Regions from separate parts of the Mus musculus genome. Here regions 1, 2, 3 and 4 are each linked to region 5. A link is a contact called in public ChIA-PET and promoter capture Hi-C data. All regions are on one chromosome and are shown on one strand. Each heading gives the region's core, a stretch centred on a gene start, on an enhancer-like site or on the middle of the called end of the contact. The rest is flanking DNA. Distances are from core to core; before and after follow the strand shown. Region 1 holds the start of Rtl5 (retrotransposon Gag like 5). Region 2 holds the start of Nono (non-POU-domain-containing, octamer binding protein). Region 3 holds the start of Pin4 (protein (peptidyl-prolyl cis/trans isomerase) NIMA-interacting, 4 (parvulin)). Region 4 holds the start of Foxo4 (forkhead box O4). Region 5 holds the start of Cxcr3 (chemokine (C-X-C motif) receptor 3).

The links. ChIA-PET counts read pairs in DNA pulled down with a chosen protein or histone mark. Capture Hi-C pulls out chosen DNA fragments and counts their contacts.
Region 1: a contact with region 5 is called in a promoter capture Hi-C map of adipose tissue. The contact joins the promoter of Rtl5 here to the promoter of Cxcr3 in region 5. A contact is called at or near these places in 3 of 39 promoter capture datasets (embryonic stem cells, liver and trophoblast stem cells), 1 of 115 datasets of contacts at active chromatin or transcription factors (memory CD8 T cells) and 1 of 9 other capture datasets (adipose tissue).
Region 2: a contact with region 5 is called in an RNA polymerase II ChIA-PET map of memory CD8 T cells, with 68 read pairs. The contact joins the promoter of Nono here to the promoter of Cxcr3 in region 5. A contact is called at or near these places in 2 of 115 datasets of contacts at active chromatin or transcription factors (effector CD8 T cells and memory CD8 T cells) and 1 of 9 other capture datasets (liver).
Region 3: a contact with region 5 is called in an RNA polymerase II ChIA-PET map of memory CD8 T cells, with 14 read pairs. The contact joins the promoter of Pin4 here to the promoter of Cxcr3 in region 5. A contact is called at or near these places in 3 of 39 promoter capture datasets (embryonic stem cells and stem cell-derived epiblast-like cells) and 1 of 115 datasets of contacts at active chromatin or transcription factors (memory CD8 T cells).
Region 4: an RNA polymerase II ChIA-PET map of memory CD8 T cells shows a contact between it and region 5, with 113 read pairs. The contact joins the promoter of Foxo4 here to the promoter of Cxcr3 in region 5. A contact is called at or near these places in 1 of 39 promoter capture datasets (neural stem cells) and 1 of 115 datasets of contacts at active chromatin or transcription factors (memory CD8 T cells).

What each region holds. Positions count from the first base shown.
Region 1 is chrX:102,069,919-102,072,618 of GRCm38.p6, reverse strand. Rtl5 (retrotransposon Gag like 5) reads left to right here and starts at 1,312. Exons shown (of 2, transcript NM_001278534.1): 1 at 1,312-2,700. The coding sequence starts at 1,757. It overlaps Nhsl2 (NHS-like 2), which reads right to left. Exons shown (of 8, transcript NM_001163610.1): 2 at 1,140-1,295.
Region 2 is chrX:101,428,312-101,431,011 of GRCm38.p6, reverse strand. Nono (non-POU-domain-containing, octamer binding protein) reads right to left here and starts at 1,361. Exons shown (of 12, transcript NM_023144.2): 1 at 1,250-1,361; 2 at 460-519.
Region 3 is chrX:102,118,051-102,120,750 of GRCm38.p6, reverse strand. Pin4 (protein (peptidyl-prolyl cis/trans isomerase) NIMA-interacting, 4 (parvulin)) reads right to left here and starts at 1,282. Exons shown (of 4, transcript NM_027181.2): 1 at 1,187-1,282. The coding sequence starts at 1,229.
Region 4 is chrX:101,253,267-101,255,966 of GRCm38.p6, reverse strand. It overlaps Foxo4 (forkhead box O4), which reads right to left and starts at 1,439. Exons shown (of 3, transcript NM_018789.2): 1 at 694-1,439. The coding sequence starts at 1,146.
Region 5 is chrX:101,732,707-101,735,406 of GRCm38.p6, reverse strand. It overlaps Cxcr3 (chemokine (C-X-C motif) receptor 3), which reads left to right and starts at 1,260. Exons shown (of 2, transcript NM_009910.3): 1 at 1,260-1,360; 2 at 2,365-2,700. The coding sequence starts at 1,349.

The DNA of each region.
Region 1 (2,700 bases), core at 63-2,562, 340 kb before region 5:
GGCTTAGATGACATGCAGAAAGTGAGAGGTCAGAATGGACATTCCAGGCTCTGTGTGCTCTGAATCTGGTGCTGAGGCTGCTCTCAGGGCTGATTCTCTGCAGCAATGTCTGCGCTCTCTGCTCCGATTCCCTCTTCAGAAGCCCTTCCAGGTGCTCTTAAGTCTCAGGGCAGATACCCAAAGAGCACTCTTCCCTTTGAACTGTGGCCCCTGGGCATGTTGGAAAAGTTTTTCTTTGTCTGGAGGTGGAGGTCTGCCTCTCTCTGAGTTTCTGCTTCCTGGTCCTAATTCTACCTTTGCTAAACTAGCACATTCACTCCCCTCCCCCTCTTGCATGGTAGCTCTTCCTTGTTGGACACAGGGCTCATGATTATCTCTTAGCATCTTGCTTCTCTAAGGTCACTACTGCCCTTTTCGGGGAGCTGGGGGTTTCCACTGTATCCCCCTTGGGAGGCCCATCAGATGTTTTCTGTTCTGCACTGGGATTAATATATGCTGGCACGGAGATATAAGAACTGACAAGATATTTTGTACATTTCGTATCCATTGGGCACCTCCTGGGGGAATTCAGCCCTGTGTCCAGTGTCTCTGAAAAACTCAAGTAGTAAGAGAAACTCAAAGGTACAAGAGATGGCTTTTTTTTTTTTTTTGTGGTGCTGGACATAGAAGCTTGGGCCTTGCACATGCTACCACTAAGCTACATCCTCAGCTTGGAGAGATATATGGAGGAGCTCATTGTGGTTGGGAGGTTATTACAAGAGCAGAGTGTGTGAAGTCCAGGTAAGGAGAAACCCCTTTGTTTTCTGGTGCCAGCATCCCAAGGCATGGGCTATATAACAGGAGGGCTGGAAGGAATGTGGGTCCCCATTGAGGGAGTCTCCCATTTCCTTCTCCGTGAATTGCTTGACCACTACCCTGTCTCAGCCTGTATCCTTTCTCCCTTTATGGACTACTGAACCAAAAAGGGAGGGAGGAAGGGAGCAACAGCACTGGAAACAGAATGTTAGCATCATCAGTCTGGAAGGTGAAAAGAGAGATGGTTTGGAACTGTTTTCTTTTCTTTTGCTGCTCCCCATTTCTTCTTTGCCTCCCTCCTGCTGCGCAGCTGCCTCTAAGGCAGCCCCCCACCCTCGCAGTACCTTGCAACAGGCTCTGGAGATTGAGCTGCGCCTCGCGAAGCAGTTCCTCTACACTCGGGGGCCTGCCCGAGGAGAGGAACACGTTCACTGGCTGTCGCCATGACGACCTCGAGTGGGCAGTCGCTGTCGCATTTTCCCGACCCGAGTTAGCTGCAGCTAGGGAAGGAGAGAGTGAGTGAGAGCGCAGCCGCGGGAGCCAGTGGGCTCCCTCGGTTCCCGAAGGCCCGCCCCTGCGGGGGGCGCGCGTAGCTGAGCTTAAAAGGCGAGAGGGATCGCTGTCTGCAAGATTTTTCCTCGACAGATCCTGCCGCAGTCCCTTCCCTCCTACTCTGCCTGCCTCTGTTGGCGTCACCTCTGCCAGCGTCTCGTCTGTCTCCTGCGCCTGCCGCCTCCAGGTCCCGAGCTGCTGCCTGCTCTCTCTCCGACCCCTGCCACGAGGTAACGCGTCCCGGACCGAGCCCCTGTGGGTGTGGCCCGGGCTCGCTTGCGCCGGGTCGCCCTGTCGCCGCACGTTGGTCTCCTCCCACGCCCACCTCCTCATTTCTGCCTCCTCCTGCACTCCCCATAACTCCCTACCCCCAAGTGCCCAGCACTCAAAGCCCCAGGAACTTGTCACAATGTCTGAAGCGGCGGGAAATCTCAATAGCCTCCGCTTGGCGAATGTGGCCCTGCGAGAGGAGTTAAATGCCCTTCGAGGAGAGAATGTCCAGCTGGGCCTGCAGCTCGGAAGAGCCTTGGCCGAGGTTAATTCCTTGCGGGGCAATGTCTCGAGCTACATCCGCTGGCCCATGCCCATAGTACCGGTCCTTGCCGAGGAGAACTTTGAGTTCCTGCTCAATGAGACTGATCCCACTCCTGAGGAGGAGGAAGAGGAGGAGGAGGAGGTGCCTTTCCTGTGCTGGCCTCCTCCACGCACAGATCCCGAGTACGTCTCAGATGATCTTTTGATTAATGTGGTCCAGGACTATACCAACCCCGACGGGTCCAGTGACCCTCCTCTGTCACCCAGCCCGTCCCAGCCGGAACTGCACTCCCCCATGTTAAAGGAGCCAACCTTTGAGTTCCTTTTGCCACCGCTGGAGCGGCCAGACATAGAACCCTTTTCAGGCGACCCAGTGTACCTGGCTGAATTTCTGATGCAGCTAGAGACTTTCATAGCAGATCACGAGGATCACTTCCCTGGGGGCGCGGAACGGGTGGCATTTCTCATCTCCTTTTTCACAGGGGAAGCGAGAGACTGGGCTATCTCAGTCACTCAGGAAGGAAGCTCCTTGCATGCCAACTTCCCGCGCTTCCTGGATGAAATCCGTAAGGAATTCTGTGGCCCCATCCCCTCACGCGTGGCTAAAAAGGCCATACGCAAGCTCAAGCAGGGAAACTGTACCCTGGGCAGCTATGCAGATGCTTTTCAGTTCTTGGCCCAGTTCTTGTCTTGGGATGACTGTCGCCTCCAAAACCAATTTCTCAAAGGCTTGTCAGAAATTTTTCGAAAGGAACTCTTATGGTCAACTGAAGTGGCCGACCTGGATGAGCTGATTCTTGAGTGTGTCAAGATAGAAAG
Region 2 (2,700 bases), core at 112-2,611, 300 kb after region 5:
ATGTTCAGGACCATATTAATCACAGGTATCTGAAATCTAAATCAAGGTCCTCTCAATTTTAGAAGAGTCAAATTACTAAATGAAAAACTGCTAGAGAAATCCAGTGTGAACTTGCTAGGCTGATATGGTTGCCTGGTGGGCGACTGTTAAAGCTGTAGAATACAATCACGGTAAAGGCGGCTGAGTTTCTTAGGACTTTTTATTTAAAAAACAATGAAGTGGACAAACATAAATTTAAGCACTAACCCCTATTAGAACAGCCATAATTAGGGGTTATAAAAACAAAACAACAACAAAAAAAAAAACCCACACCACTCAGTCACATTTTAGTTTCAGATTCTAAAAACGGTTTAGCTTAAATAACATGAAAAGTGCCCCCCAAATTAATTTCTCATCTGTAAAATCTGTATTAGTTAAGCATCCTGCACTTTACCTGATGACCCTACCTCCTGCACCTACCTTGACTTGGATTTGAACACAGCAAAGTGTCTGCCTCGCAGTCCTCACTAACCTCGACTGCTGTTAAAAACACAAAGAAAGGTGTCAGCTTACAGTAAGACGTCCGCAAAGTGAAAAATACTCGAAAGTAATGCCACAGAAAGCAACATTTTTTTTTAATTTAGAAAAGCGATGCCTACAAATGCCTAGGAAAAGCTTAAGGAGCAAGGGGTTCGGAAAAAAGGCGCGCGCGCGCGCGCGTGCAAGGGTGGGGTGGAGGGTGTTTCATGAACTTAGCACCAAAAGCCAAGGGGTCTGAACTAGCAAACTTCCCACTTTCGTTTCAAATAACAAAACAACAACAACAAAAAATCCATAGCTCCAGGGGCCCCACAGGCCCTCTAGGAATTAATGGCCTTGAAAGGCTAGGGAGGAGCATCCGACAAAGCAAAGCGCCTCCTCCTCTAACCTCGACTTCAGGGCCTTAGTATAATAGACCCCACACCCTGTGGCCCAGGGCGTTCAAGAAGCCAACAACTTAGGGCCACTAAAATTGGGGGTGAGCAGCACAAAGAGTCTGGGCAAGGAAGCAAGAAAAGCATTGGCTAATGCCCGCGGCGGGGAGCAGGGAGCGCTCTGGCCCCCATGGGTGGGCTGCGAAGGCCTTGTGCGGAGGGGGAAAGGCCTCCCGGGCCTTCGGAACCCATAGCCCGTGTGCAAACTCGGCCTCGCCCCAACCCCTCCCTTTCCAGAGTGTCGCAGGAAGCCCCACCGCATCCCTAAGCAACCAAAGAGCCATCCCCAAACTCACCCTCTGGCCACAGTTCTTTGCTCGGAGTATGGGCGACGCTGCACGGCCTCCACCGTCCCGAGAAAAGAGCGCGCGACCGCCGGAAACGAGCCGACGGAGCTCGGTACCTCCCGAGGGGGGGGGGGGTCAATTTTGGATTCCCGATTGGCTATGTGAACTGCCAGTCAAAGTTTATCTCCCGAGAAAGTCTCATTAGTCCGCCATTTCTTAACGTTTATTGGCTACCGACTGTCAAAGCCTTGGGTTCGTGTGAACGACAGATGGGGACAAAGAGCGAGGCTTCGTAGCTTATGCGCATGCACTAGAGGCGCCGAGCACAAGACGGAAAAGGAAGGGGGAGGGGGAGCCAGCAGTGGAAGGTAGGGGGTCGGAAGGAGAGGCTCACCCGGCCCTACGGAAGGACTGAAAACCTAGCGGTGGGAGGAGGAGAGAAGAGAACTTGTGCGAGAGGAAGATCGGAGCGAAAAGGGGGGAAAATGTGCACGTAGGCGTGTGCTGAGAATTTATGCACTGCGCCTGTGCAAAATTAAGACTAACAATGTCATTGTATTCTATGTGGTAGAGCTAGCCGTTTGCTACTGAAAAAAAAAAATGTGCCCCGCCATGTTTCTTTTTTTCCACACTTCCTCAAAGCGTCTACCCTGACACCCTATACAGTTTTAGTTTCCTTTCTCAGTGCTGGGTATGTTTGGGAAGTGTAACTGAAATGGACATGATTGTAGAAACAGGCAGGAGGGCAAACGATTTTGACACTTTAAGCTCAGTGATTACCCAGAACTGTGACTAGCACCATTTCCATAGTAACCAGAGAACCCGATAGGCCAAACAGACTAAGGTTCCCATCGCAGAGAGACTCAACAGGTTGGTCGGCGGTGCCTGAACCAGTATGTTGGAGGTCTTCACATCAGACCTACTCTTTATCCCATAGGAGGCCTATCAGGTAATAATAACCTTCGTTATTCCATAATGCCTAGCTCTCCCAGGCGGTTAACCAAGGATTACAAGGTTCAATAGATAGGCACCAGTAGTTAATCCTCAGTAATTAATTCATACTCCTGATGGCAGATTATCTCAATAGGCATTACCTATACCTTGTATGGGGATACAATGATATGGAACTGTGCTGTCTAATAAGCCTCTTACAATGTTGGGAAGGTTCTGTGGCACCATTCAATACAGTAGTAGAGACTAGCTATATTCTACCCAATCCACCCCGTTTGCGTGTGCGTGTGCATCAACATATGGCTACAACTTACTATAGTGGGTATATTTATCCCAATGGTTCCCAAATTCTTTGAGATAAGATAGCACATTATTATGAAAAAAGAAAATGGGGGGGATCAAGATCAGATAATGCCCTTCAGTATGAAGTTTCAGCCCTACTACTGATCTCCTATATCCACTATCCAATTATGACAGCTGTTTACTACGTATGACTGTCACAATCAAAC
Region 3 (2,700 bases), core at 33-2,532, 390 kb before region 5:
ACCTTTCTTTACAACATCTTGGTTCCTTGGACCTCTGGGGTATCACTCTACTACACTCCATTTATTTGTCTCTTCTCTGGGTTCCTACAACCACAATCTTAGTTCAGGCCAACTCTCTCTCTTACCAGAACTACTGAAATCATCTCTCTCTCTCTCTCTCTCTCTCTCCCTCACTACTCTCCCCTCTCTGTTTGTTTGTTTGTTTTTAAGACAGGGTTTCTCTGTGTAGCCCTGGCTGTCCTGGAACTCACTCTGTAGACCAGGCTGGCCTCGAACTCAGAAATCCACCTGCCTCTGCCTCCCCAAGTGCTAGGATTAAAGGTGTGCGCTACCGCTGCCCGGCTTGAAATCATCTCTTTAAAGGACCTCCTGGCCCCTAACCAACCTTAATTAACACCATATACAGCACACCTCATGATTTAGTTTTCTTCTGTTTTAATTTCCCCAACTTGCTTATTTGTTTTGAAGTTTTACTTCAGCGATGCTATACTAAACTGCCTTTGGGGCTGGCCTCTCCGGGTTGAGGACTCTTTACCCTATTGCTGCTGCTTATCTCAGCCTGCCCAAAGTATCTCCAGTTTGTTTCTTTACCCTCTTTCCACCTTCTATAACATAACTCTCACAACTACATTCGGCACAGTACTTAGAGGCTACTATCTTCCCCACATTGTCCAGCGATGAATAAGAGTTGTCTTAGTTTTCTAGCCTGAAAGCACAATGTTGTCCCCAACAACGGTCTTCAAGAAGCGAGTCCCTCCTCATGTGTGTGTGTAGGGGAGGGGAGGGGGGGGGAGGTACGTCCTGTTAGTTGTTAAGAGGCCTAGATGGACTAGATTGATCACTAGTGTAGGCTTCCTTTTATTGCTGGCGTTTCATCAGATTCAATTTTAGTGGGAATAAACCCCAGGTCACGAGGAACCATCCCCAGCAGCTTCTATTGCCCGCCACGAGGGTCCCTGCACTGAAACCTCATGGATACCCTGAACCACAGCAGCTCCTCACGCACTGATCTTTCCTTACCACAAGAAGCCCAAACATAAACCACAGCGGCTCAGGGTGCTCCCGGTGGCCCTGCTGTCCGGCTTATGATCACCTCCCTCCCCCACCCCACACAGCTGCAGGTCTACTCCTGTCCTTCTCCCCATCCACCCCTACGCTCGCTCCATGACTGTCTCGGCAGGTCTACCTTTCCCTCCTTTTCCAGAACCACTTTTCCCCTTCGGCGGCATCTCTTAAGCTGGCGGATGAACTCTCCGGCAACTGTTCCGGTGCTAGCAAAAGGACCCCTCAGGCCCCACAGGTATGTCCTCCGCAATGCCTGAAAGCAGCGTCACAATCAACTATTTCTGCTGCGGTTCCAGAATCAGGCATAGCTTGGAACAGACCCAGTCCTTTGGTTCTTTGACCTATAGGAGCTAGAGATGTTAGACCAATGAGAAGCCGAAGCCTTACGGGGAGGCGGGAACAAAGGTTGCCCAGAGACGAGAAAGCGCAGCCTCTATTCTGTTCTTCAAAGCTTTTACTTGCCCTCATTTGCACTTGTTCTTTGCTCTCTCTCGCCCCGCCCACTTTTTTGTGCATGCGCAGTGCGAGCCTCAGGCCACTGCAGTTCTTTGGCGTGGGCTTTTGCTTTGGGGATTCTAGACAAAGGGACAGCAGAGGGAGTTTAGATAATGGCCTTCTTCCGTCCTCTCTCCGACTGACACAGACCTGCACTCCCTAATGGCTTTTCTTACTTACTTGTTTGTTTATATTTTTGCAGCAGTAGTTGATGGGGTACAAAAGATGGAATTTTTTTTTTAAAGCCTATCATCCCATTGCCTGTGACAGGCAGAAGTCTGTCATGGAGAAACATTGGAAGCAGCCTAAATTAATTTTAAAATAACGATTATAAGCTGTGTGTACAGAAATAGCCTTAAGGAAGATTATAGACCAAGATGTAGAATGTGATTTTTTAAAGTTATATATCCTGGAGAACATAATCTATGCACCTAAAAGACAAACAAGGCATTAATGCTGTTCAGCAGGATAGCATGTGACCACTCGTGTCAATCTATATAGTATTCATGTCTCTGTATTTTTCCAGAGTTCTTTTCTTTTTTCCTTCCTTCCTTTCTCTTTCCTTCCTTCTTTGCTTCCTTTCTTTTTTCTTTTGATACAGGGTTTCTCTGTATGTAGCCCTGGCTGTCCTGGAACTCACAGAGATTTGCCTGCCTCTATCTTCTAACTGCTGGGGCTTAAGATATGTGCCACCACCTTCCAGCTCAAAGTTTGTATGACAGCACAGCATAAGGCAATTTAAAGCTTGGATTCTGGAGGCACATGACCTGCTTTAAAACCCCTTCTACTAGTCCTGTGACCTTGAAGACGCTCTTGGGCTCAGTTTCCATCTTCTGCGAGATGGTGTTGTTAAAGTATCTGCTTATGGAGTATCATGAGAAATAATTTCATAGTCGATGACTAACTGGGGGCGTTTACTTAAGATGAATAGCTTTTGAATTTGCATCCCAATGTGCTCTTGATCTCTCTTTCTCACTCAGTCTCTCTTTTTGAGACCAGGTCTTGCTTAGTAGCCTAGACTGTTCTGGAACTTACTATGTCCTCCTGCTTCTGCCTCTCAAGTGGTGGGAATCATGTGCCACTTGGATACATTTTTCTCTTTCCCCCACAATCCTCCCCTCCTCTACCAATAATTTTCGT
Region 4 (2,700 bases), core at 190-2,689, 480 kb after region 5:
CGAAAGTCAAAGCTATATGATACCTCCTTTCTCCATGAGTAGTATTCCTGAACAAAGACTTTCCCCGTGAGTTTGGAGAGCGCCTTACAAGGAAGGATTTTCGTCAGGAGAAGGTAAACTGAGGCAGATAGCAGCTTGCGGGCCTCTTTCCTTAGTGCACAAGGTCGCTACCTTTCCCCATGGATACCAACCACTTTGCCCCCCTTCACCGCCCACTCCCTCTTGGGCAGAGCAATCGTAGAACAGTTCTGTTCACTGAGGTATTGGGAGGCGAGCAGGGAATCCGAGTAATCCCGCAGGAATGGGCCAAAAGGTGTTGGGTGGGAGGGGAGGGAGGAGGGAAGGCTAGGTGCCGGTGGAGAATCCACACAGTTCCTGCTGTACATAGGATAAAGACTTCTCTGTGGGAATAAATGTTTGGAGCAGCTCAAGCCAAAGTGCTGAGTAGCGAGTAGAGAATTCGATTTTCCTCAGAGCAGGGACAGTGTCTTATTCATCTCCGATCCTCCTGCTTCAAGCTGCTCAGAGTGTGGTATATACTATGTACTAAGTAAATGCCTGTCTAACTGAAGATTAAAGGTGGATCTTTGGGCTTTCCAAAGGGGTGGAAAGGCGGTAATGGGGGGCCCCGGAGTGAGAGTAACTAGAGGGGTCCAAGGGTGGATGGCGTGAAGGTAAGGGAGTCATACTTACCTTCCATCCTGCCGAGCTGTTGCTGTCACCCTTGTCCTTGAAGTAGGGCACCGTGCGGACCATCCATTCGTAGATCTGGGCGAGTGTCAGCCGCTTCTCCGGGGCGCTTTCAATGGCCTGGCTGATGAGTTCTGCATATGACTGATTTCCCCAGGCATTCCGGCGGGAGCCTCCCTTCCGAGGACCTGTTACAGCCCCCAGGATTCCCGGCTGGGGGCCCCCTGCCGGCTCTGGGAGCCGAGAGGGCAACAGGATCGGTTCGGAGTGTCCCTCCGTGGGTACCTTCTGTCCCAGACTGGGCTCCACCTCGGACGGTTCGTGTGGCTCCGTAGCGAGGTCTGGTCGAGGAAGGGGCCAGGTGCAGGATCGCGGACGGCTCTGGGGTTCGAAGTCGGGATCGAGGTCTAGGATCGCGGCAGCCCCTGTGGCTGACTTCTTATTCTCTGGATCCATACGTGGGGTCGAACCTCTGCAGCTCAGCGATCAGTGGAGCCTGCCACAGTCCCTCACCATGCCTCCCCCAAGGGGGGAAACACATTCTTTCCAGTTCTCAGAAAGTCACGAACTTCTCCCTCGTCTCCGGACTCTAGCTCCTAAACTGTCCCTTTCACTCCGTTCTCCGATCCCCTCCGGAGTCCGGGCTGCAGCCTCAGAGTAGCGCTCTGAGGCACCACCTGTAACCTCCGCCTAGCGAAGGCACTTTCTGCACCCTCTCACTCAGCTTCCTGCTCTTTTAAACCTGAGGCACCGTATCCCCTCATACATTGCGCTCCCATCACCGAACGTCTCCTCAGCGAAGTTCCCTCCCCCTTTCAAGTTGCTGCCCCCCGGACACTCCTCCCAAATTTCCTCCACCCGGATCGCTGCCCTCCCCCACGCCCCGCTCCCGGGCGTCACTTGTCCCTCCCCTGGCTCTCCCTCCCCTCGCCTCTTCCCTCCAGGTCACTCTTGAGAGGGTCAAGGTTCTTGCGGCCCCAGCCTCCCCAACTCCAGAACTGAATCCCCTATCGGACCCCCCCACCCCCCGCCCCCCGGGTTTCCCTTTTGTTTTGCTCCAAGCAGCAGCCCCCGCCAGACGTCTCTGTTTACCACTCGCTGGGGCAGCCATCTGCGCACGCGCCTCAGGAGCCACTTGGGAAACTGAGTTCTCGAATCGTGCCACCCTGGTCGTTCTCGAAGACTACATCTCCCGTCCTACCTTGCGATCAGGAGTCCGATATCGGCCGCAGGAGAGCGGCGCGTGGCAGGATGTGGGGAGGTGGAACTTTAATGATTAGAGGTCGTCCCGGACTCTTTTTCTTTTCTTAAAAATATTTTTCCTCATTCCTTCCCTTTTCACCCACTTCCTCGAGTTTCGGGGTCGCCCAAAAGATCGTTTTGAAAGACGCTAGATTTTCCCATCCTTCACTAAGAAAGCAAAGTGAAAATGTATTGCCCTTATAAGAAGCAGAAAGAGTATCAACAAGTAGGGATCTGATTAGAAAATAAGACACACTCACTTGGGGAGTTGAGAGGGAAGCTTGTGTAACAACAAACAGTGTTCATTGGTTATGGTGCACTCTCTCCATTTTCTATGTACATTTCACAGACAGTCTTGCTAGTTTCCTCTGTCAGCTATGCAGGCCTCTGAAATACTGATCTTCTCCTTGTTCTGATCTTCAATGGCTTCTCATTCAACATGTCTCCAACTGAACTTTTTTTTTTTTTAATCTCTTTCTGCACCTATACCTCCACCCTCTAGCTACCTTTAACCTCTGTTATTTTGTCTTTTTTCTGGAGCTGAGGACCGACTCCAGGGCCTTAGCCCTTGTTAGGCAAGTGCTATACCACTGAGCTAAATCCCCGATCCCTACTCTTAAGCTCTGAATTTGGTTAGAGGCTGTTCTGGGTCTACCTAACCTTCTCAGCCACACTGATGGTCACCTTTCCACTTCTGTAACTTGCTACTTCCAAATTCTAAATGGAGACATTATGACTGGGTTTAAGTTCTTCAACAGTGCACCGGCT
Region 5 (2,700 bases), core at 11-2,510:
GTATGGCACTTTCTACATGTGCATGGGTAGTACCAAAGTACATACAATAGTCTGTTACTTGCCTCTTCTACCACATGGGCATAAGCTCCTCTGCATTCAGCCTCATGAAAAATATGTGGCTCTCCACTTGTGTTTAGCTGGATGAATACATCAGTTTGTCTATTTACAAGAGAGTGGACTGCCCCACCCTCCTGCCACATGCTGTTCACAATGGTGCACTCCAATCATCCCGGCTCTCGGCTCTCGTGAGGCTGAGCCAGGAAGGTCACTGAGAGTTCAAAGCCAGGTTGGGCTACAGAATGAGGCTATCTCAGAAAGAACCCAAACCCAATTTTAAGAGTGCTGGCGTCCTTTTCAGACCACCGACTTTGAGATGGGTCTGTAAAAGCAGGCACCACCCTGGGACAGACCAGCACACAGTCTAGGTGTGATTCAGAAGCAGTCCGTGCACCTGGTAACAGGGCTGCCCTCTACTTCCCCACTGTGTGGCTTCAGACCTTTCCTCAAAGAACCTTCCCCCAGACAGCCACCCCAGACCCTTCCCTGGGTCCCAGGTTTTTTGCTTTCTCACCAGATGGAACTCCAACATTCCTGATAGCCTGTTGCCCTATCAGCTGCACTGCTTGTCTGCGCCACACATGCCCACCTGCCGATCACTGAGGTATCAAGCATTTCCCAGCCCCTGAGCGTGCTCCTGAATAGTTCCATCTGATCTGGACATTAAATGGACATTCCAGATGACTTTGGGCTCATTATAATCCCATCGTGATTTCATTCATATATATATATATATATATATATATATATATACATCAATGCCAGGTCTGATTCAACCATGCCCAAATGAGAAAAGACAAGAGGTGGCAGGCATCTCTTGGAAATGTCCTCCCTACTCATGCAGTTATGATAGCAGTAGCCACACCACAGCCCACTCTAACACAGTCCCAGTGAGACTCCAATCCCAGTACTTGCTAAGGAGAAGGTCCCTTCAGTTGAGCTTCCCTCCTGCAGTCACTGCCATCAGATCACACTTCCTGCCTGCTCCTAGACTCACTTAGTTGTTTATGAATGATATTGAGTAAGACAAGAACTGCAGGCTTTGTAACAGTCCCAAGTTCCTGGCTAGCCCCTTCTAAGTGTATTCACCTGACCACAGGCGTGGCAGAAAAGACAGAAAAGCCCTCTGCGGAGGGCTGGTATAGATTACCCTTTGGAAGAGGCTGTGCTGAGCCGTGAAATCTTCACTTCCTCTGTTCACTGCAAGTTCCCAACCACAAGTGCCAAAGGCAGAGAAGCAGGCAGCACGAGACCTGACCCCAGCAGCCACAGCCGGAGCACCAGCCAAGCCATGTACCTTGAGGTAAGTTCTGCTGCCCAGCTCAGCTACAATACAGCGGCCAAGTGGCCGAGCTCGGATACCAGGGACAAGCGTGGGCTGGCCCACAGCCAAGAGGCACCAGCGGGCTGAGTGAGCAGCATCGAATGCAGAGGTTCTGATAATAAGAGCATTGGTGGATTGGGAAACCCAGCCTGGCCACTAACCACAGGCCTGTCTCCTGCCTCTGTGGCTTGGATGCCTCATCTGAAAATGTCAAGCTGTAGAAACTCAACTTCGGTGATCTCTAGTTCTCAGATAGTTTGGGATAAGGTGTAGAGCTGAAGTGGAAGTGGTATGCCCCCATTGTCTGAGCTACTTGGGAGGCAGAGGCAGAAAGCTCATCTGAGCCCAAGAGTTTGAAATCAGCCTGGCCATCTTGGGAAGACCAATTAGGGCTTGGGTGGGAAGCTCAGTGGGTACCCACTGCCTCTGGGTAGGGGAAGAGAGGCATGTACGGTGTGTGTAGGGGTGCACAGTGGTTTGTAGAAAATCCTTATGTGAGACCAGGAAGTCAGGGTCACCAGATAAGGGCTGAGGAGGGAAAAGGAGGGCCAGGGACTAGAAGATAGAGTAAGGAAGCACCTGGGGAGGCCAGTGGTTGATCCAGGCAGGGGTGGCCATAGCAGCAAGGCTGACAAATCACCAAGCGTAAAGAGGAAGGGAAAGAATGGAAGGCTCCAGACCCTGGAAGGAAGTTCCTCTTCCGGCAGAGAATCCCTGTCCTGGATGATAATCCAGAAAGGGTCTGGGGGGGGGGGGGCCGGGGGGTTACCAGCCTTTGAAAAGGGGGGGTCACCTTCCCAGTCTGAGTAGATGGAGTTAAGGAGATGTGGTCCCCGGAGAGAAAGAGTCAGCTCAGGGTCTGGCTATTGCTAAGGGAAACAAACACTCACCAGAATAAATGACAGGGCACAAAGGGGCAAAGCCAGTTGCTGGGTCTTTACAGAGAATGGCCTCCCTTCCCTCTCTCCCCCTTCCTCGGGCAGGTTAGTGAACGTCAAGTGCTAGATGCCTCGGACTTTGCCTTTCTTCTGGAAAACAGCACCTCTCCCTACGATTATGGGGAAAACGAGAGCGACTTCTCTGACTCCCCGCCCTGCCCACAGGATTTCAGCCTGAACTTTGACAGAACCTTCCTGCCAGCCCTCTACAGCCTCCTCTTCTTGCTGGGGCTGCTAGGCAATGGGGCGGTGGCTGCTGTGCTACTGAGTCAGCGCACTGCCCTGAGCAGCACGGACACCTTCCTGCTCCACCTGGCTGTAGCCGATGTTCTGCTGGTGTTAACTCTTCCATTGTGGGCAGTGGATGCTGCTGTCCAGTGG